Regions from separate parts of the Mus musculus genome. Here region 1 is linked to region 2. A link is a contact called in public HiChIP or PLAC-seq data. All regions are on one chromosome and are shown on one strand. The core of a region is the stretch at or near the end of the contact, and the rest is flanking DNA. Distances in the headings are between cores, read along the strand shown.

The links. HiChIP or PLAC-seq counts read pairs in DNA pulled down with a chosen protein or histone mark.
Region 1: a contact with region 2 is called in an H3K27ac HiChIP or PLAC-seq map of microglia, with 4 times the contacts expected there. The contact joins the promoter of Aloxe3 here to the enhancer-like site in region 2. A contact is called at or near these places in 2 of 39 promoter capture datasets (hippocampal neurons and liver), 1 of 484 Hi-C or Micro-C datasets (pre-B cells), 2 of 115 datasets of contacts at active chromatin or transcription factors (embryonic stem cells and microglia) and 3 of 9 other capture datasets (adipose tissue, liver and pancreatic islet).

The regions. Positions count from the first base shown.
Region 1 is chr11:69,125,028-69,127,727 of GRCm38.p6, reverse strand. It overlaps Aloxe3 (arachidonate lipoxygenase 3), which reads right to left and starts at 1,351. Exons shown (of 15, transcript NM_011786.2): 1 at 1,179-1,351; 2 at 198-402. The coding sequence starts at 1,325. n-TKctt27 (a tRNA gene) reads left to right here and starts at 2,480; the gene lies at 2,480-2,552.
Region 2 is chr11:68,938,453-68,941,152 of GRCm38.p6, reverse strand. It overlaps a transcript of Arhgef15 not described here. Among named protein-coding and RNA genes, the nearest start is that of Gm51902, 9.7 kb to the right of the region's middle. Within about 2 kb of position 1,287, at least 351 of the 459 cell types and tissues checked have an H3K27ac peak or open chromatin away from gene starts, as enhancers often do. A contact at or near this core is called in adipose tissue, embryonic stem cells, hippocampal neurons and 3 more, where this site is marked.

The DNA.
Region 1 (2,700 bases), core at 102-2,601, 190 kb before region 2:
CTCCAGAACAATAAACACTACCCAGGAAGCTCTTGCATGTCAGGACTTTAGCAGTGCTCTTTATCAGACACTGTTGCTTTGGGATCCCGGCATTCCTAACCCCAGTCACATTCCCTACGCGCCGAGTTCTGTGAGACTCCATTCCTAACCTCACACGAAGCCTCTGCAGTACTGTGCAGTCTCTGTCCCTTGCCCACCTGTTCCTGGCCGCAGCTCCACAGTACAGTAGCCATCGATCCACTGGTAGCAGGGAAAGTGGACAGCAGAGCCATCGGGGGCAGTGACACAGATTCGACTGCAGTACCAAGGGTCCTTGCAGAAGAAAGCAAAGCGCTCCTTGTGTAAGCGCAACAGCAAGATCTCACCCAGCTCTGCTTCACAGCGCACCTTATACTTCTGAACCTGGAGTGAGGGAAGCAGCAAGCAGGCCTTTGAGCAACCAGGAACTGTCGAGGACATCTTTGCACTCTGAAGTGTGCATCAACACCGCTACCTTTCTGGGATATTGGCCTGAGCAGTCGTTGATCCATGTGGTTCCTTTGTGTGATTGAGAGAAAGAGCCCGTCTCCATCCAGAGAGGAGCAGGCACCATACTCAGTGCCTGAGTGAATTTTTGTAGGGATTCCTACCCTCACTGCCAGTAGTTCACTTTCATGTAGGGTCATTAGCAAACTAAACTAGCGACCGACAAAGCAGACCCCTCCCAAAGAACAGGAGACCCATGATCTGATCAGAGGAATCAATTTGGTCAAAGCCTAGTGTCAATTAGGGGAGGAGCCAGGCCAGGCAGTGGTGGCTTTTAATTCCCCCTGCACTCAGGAGGCAGAGGCAGTCAGATTGCTAAGTTCAAGGCCAGCCTGGTCTACACAGAGAGTTCTAGGACAGCCAGGGCTACACAGAGAAACCCTGTCTGGAAAAACCACAGAAAATAATAACAATAACAACAATGATAGGAGAAGCCAGGAAGTTAGGGGAAGTCCCCAGAATCCATTCCAAATGCCCTTCCCCACAGCCCTGTCTCAGAACAATTGGTATGGTTTATCGTCTCCCAAAAGTCAGGGATGTCAAAGAAAATGATCACAGGACATAGCAGGCATCCTGAGTTCAGCAGGACTTGACGAATCCAACAAGAATAATCCTCACTTCCTTCAGGTTCCCCATCTCTCCTCTGTACTCACCGATCCAGAGGCGAAGTCCCTGCCTACGCGATCCAGCTTCTGCTTAGGGCTTTCACCACAGGTGCCTACCAATGTAGCATAGATGTTATCCAATGTGCCAGCCTTCAGGTAGGAACCAGTGGTCACACACAGCCGATATACTGCCATGACTGGACCCAATAACCCCAAACCAGTAGCTAGCCTAGAGAAGGTACGCTACAGGTAAGAGAGAGTCAGCTCCTGGGCAGGAGGCTGGGGGCTGGGGAAGGGTGGGCCTGAGGAAGGATCCAGCTCTAGGACGTTCCTGGGCTCGCGCGCGCTCTCTCTCTTTCTCGATCTCTCACGGCAGCTCCGCTGGTAGCTCGGGAGTACTATCCCCACCCACCGACTTGCACCCTAATACTTGTTTGCATGCCTCTGACACAGCCTGTCCCTCTGGCTGGCTCATCCAGATGGATATCAGAAGCCTGGGCCCATTGGTGAGGGAGGGAATAAGGAAGGAGGGACCAAGTGGCAAGTGGAAGACAGGGAGGAGGTGACGCGTGTTGGGACACTACTTTGTGTCTGATCAGTGGCTTGACTAATGTCCTGAAGCCCATGTTCACCCATTCCCCAGATTCCACCTAGAGCCTTTTCCTCCTATTTCCAAACCAGAAATGGGCACCAGAACACCAGAATTCCTACATGTGAATCACCCACGTGAATCACACCGTGCATCGGAAAGCTGCACCAATTCATAAATGCCAGGTGACCTCATCAACAATCAAGTGAATAACACACATCTTAGCACGTGACAAGGCCATCATGTTCTCCTTCCTGCCACCGACCCACCCATCTCCTCCTAAAGTCTAGTCTTCTCTCTGTCTCCAGTTTTTGTTATTCCCGACCTCAATCACTCCTTTGAGATAGGACCTGCCTGCCAAGTGAGTGGAAGCCTGCCCGACAGCATCTGGAGGCCCTCATGTGACATTCTTTACGCTCCAGGTCCTCCCTCAGCCAGCCTGCTGAACCGTGGGAGGCACCCTGTATGCCCTAGGTGTCCAAGATATAGGTCACAAGGACCAGGGAAGAAAAAAAATAGACTCTACCGGGGAAACCTGTGGCCCGCAGCGGCCCCGCGTGGCTGGTCTAGGCACCTCTAGATTCCTGCTTGAGTGGCGCTCCTGCCCTCCTTAACTTCTAATAAAAGCCGAGGCGTTAGCGACTAGGTTTCAGTAAGTCAGAGTCTCGGACAAAAACGAACTTCATCCTTTAAATACACACAAGAATACGTAGGTATCATAATAAATTCATTTAGGCAAAAGTGGAGAGCTTTGCTAAGAGCCCGGATAGCTCAGTCGGTAGAGCATCAGACTTTTAATCTGAGGGTCCAGGGTTCAAGTCCCTGTTCGGGCGCTTAGCTTTTTGTGGGAATCTGCACTTACAAACACTATTGTTAGGCTGTCTTGTTTGACAATAGCTCTATAATAACAAAGTAATTGCATTCTTTTTAAAAGGAAATGTAAATTGAACGTAAGTTCCGAACAATCAGAAGAGGGAACAG
Region 2 (2,700 bases), core at 38-2,537:
TGGGAGAAACCTTTAAAAAGTGGAACCTAATAGAAGTTAGGGCACTGGGCTGAAGAGATGGCTCAGCTGTTAAGAGCACTGACTGCTCTTCCAAAGGTCCTGAGTTCAAATCCCAGCAATCACATGGTGGCTCACAACCATCCGTAATGAGATCAGATACCCTCTTCTGGTGTGTCTGAAGATAGCTACAGTATACTTAGATATAATAATAAATAATTTTTTTTTTTTTAAAGAAAGAAGAAGTAACCTGGGCACTGACAACCTTTGAAGGGAAGAGTGGAACCTTGGTGATTTTTTCTTTTGGTTCCTATCCAACATGAGGTTTTGCTCTGCAACCTCTGCTCTGCCACAGCCCTAGAGCACCAGGGCAAGCAAGCGTAGCTAGTGAGTTAAAATATAGCTTGCCTTGCCAGGCACGGGGGTGCACACCTTTAATCCCAGCACTCGAGAGGCAGAAGCGGAGGCAGCTGGATCTCTGTGAATATGAGGTCAGCCTGGTCCACAGAGTGAGTTCTAGGACAGCCCAGGCTACACAGAGAAACCCTGTCTCAAACAGACTAACTAATCAAGTAAATAAATGAAGCTTTCCTTAATAGTTAGTTTATTTGGATGCTGGGGTTGCACCATGGGAAGCCAAGCAAGGCAGGTCAATCACAGAATTGCTCCAAAGTAACCGAGTCTGCTTTCTTGGTAAATTATACACAGATACAAACAGCTAAGGCAATCTACGGAGTTGTATGACCTGCACCAGGAATGTGCTTCACTCTTCCTTTGGTTAAGGTGAACCAAATACATTTGATCTTGAATAAAAACACTTTGTCCTAACCAAAATACACACCCTCCCTCACAGTGATCTGCTTATTTTAGCTACTACTCAGAATCTGATTCTGTCAGCAAATCTTCCCTACCTCCCAATAAATTCCACTTTGTACAGAGTTAAATCTGTTGAATAAAATATTATATAGATCCTGGCAGCGGGTTTGCTACACACCTCAACGCTTTACATTCGAGAATGGAAGACCCACACGCACAGCCTTTATATTTTGACATGCTTTAATCAGCTCTATCCTAGGCCACTGCCCAACCTCCACGAAATGAATCCACCTCCTGCTAATAATCCCGAGTTATTACTTACTAAACTCTAAATTCTATCTTGGCTGCTCTGGACCCAGAGGGATCTCTCGGCTTCTTCACATGGCCGCCAAGCCTCTCTGTCCTGAACACTCTGAGGCTTGGCATCTCTTCTCTCTTCCACACTCTCCTGCTATGGTGGATCTCCTCCCCCTTCTCTCTCTTGCCAATCCCAAACCCGGAAATCCTAAAGTCCCGCCTCTGTCTGCCCTGCCCAGCCATTGGCTGCCCGCATCTTTACCAATCAGAACGAAGCAGGGTCAGGTTCCCAGAAGCTTTGTGCAGACACTTGTGTAAGCAGGTTTTTTGGGGGGGAGTGTAATTAGCGTTAGTGGGCCAAACCCACTACATAGGTCTGTCCTTTATTCATTGGCGTTGTGGCACTTTTGTGGCTAGCCTGAATTATACACGGTGAGACTCAGCCCTCAAACAAAACCAGTAAAATCACATGACCCTGCCTCTCCTCCAACCTGGTCCCGTGATTCACTGAACCAAACTCAGATGTTATTCTGTTAATTTACCATCTAGTTAAATTGAGAATGCAGGGATTCTCTGAGCAGTTTTATGGGTAGTTAATCTGTTACAGGGATGAATCTCTGAAGATACACATGAAGAATACCAAGTAGGAGAACTTAGGAAAGGTGGTTTACGGCCATGGCAAGCTAAATGTTAAGGCAGGAATTTGAACCTGCACCCTGGAGCTGGCTGGCCTGTGTTCTAACACCCACTCTACAGTTTGTAAGCTGTATCGCTTGGCTTCTCAACTCGGTGCCTCAGTTCCTTGATTCACACAATAATGATGACGATATTTATATGTGACTTACAGGATTATTGAGAGGCTTAAAAAGAATATGCATAAGGTGCTGAGAGCAATGCTCAATACATAGTTGGTGTTTAATAAGTAGCCAAATATTAGTTATTTTTGTTTGTTTGAAACAGGGTCTCACTATGTGCTCCTGGCTGGCCTGGAACTTGAAATGTAGAACAAGCTGGCCTCAAATTCAAAGAGATCCACCTGTCTCTGCTTCCTGAGTGCTGGGGTTAAAGGCATACACGACCATACCAAGCCTTGTGTTTTGAAACACAGCCTCACCTTGTCTCTGAGGCTGTCCTGGAACTCAGTATATGTCATCTAGGCTTGCCTTAGATCTACAGTCTTCCTGCCTTCATTTCCCCGGGGCTGAGCTTCCGCATGTCTACCATCAAGCTCTGCTAACCTGTGATTCTTTTCTTCAGTTACCTTGGAATTTATTCAAACTAGGAAAAGATCATGTTTACATGTAATACATACTCTATTCTTTAAATAACAATTATGACAAACGCCAGAAAGAATTAAAGAATGCTGCAGTTACAATCTCTATGAAACATCAACATCTTGTATTTTACATAATTAAAGAAACATACCACTTTTAAAAATACAGAGACATGGCTTCATGTGGGCATGGGGATGCAATTGACTTATTTTTTAAAACTTTATTATTTAAAAATGTAAATAAAATACAATTTAGAAAACAAACAAACAAAAAAGTCGGGCAGTGGTGGCACATGACTTTAATCCCAGCACTCGGG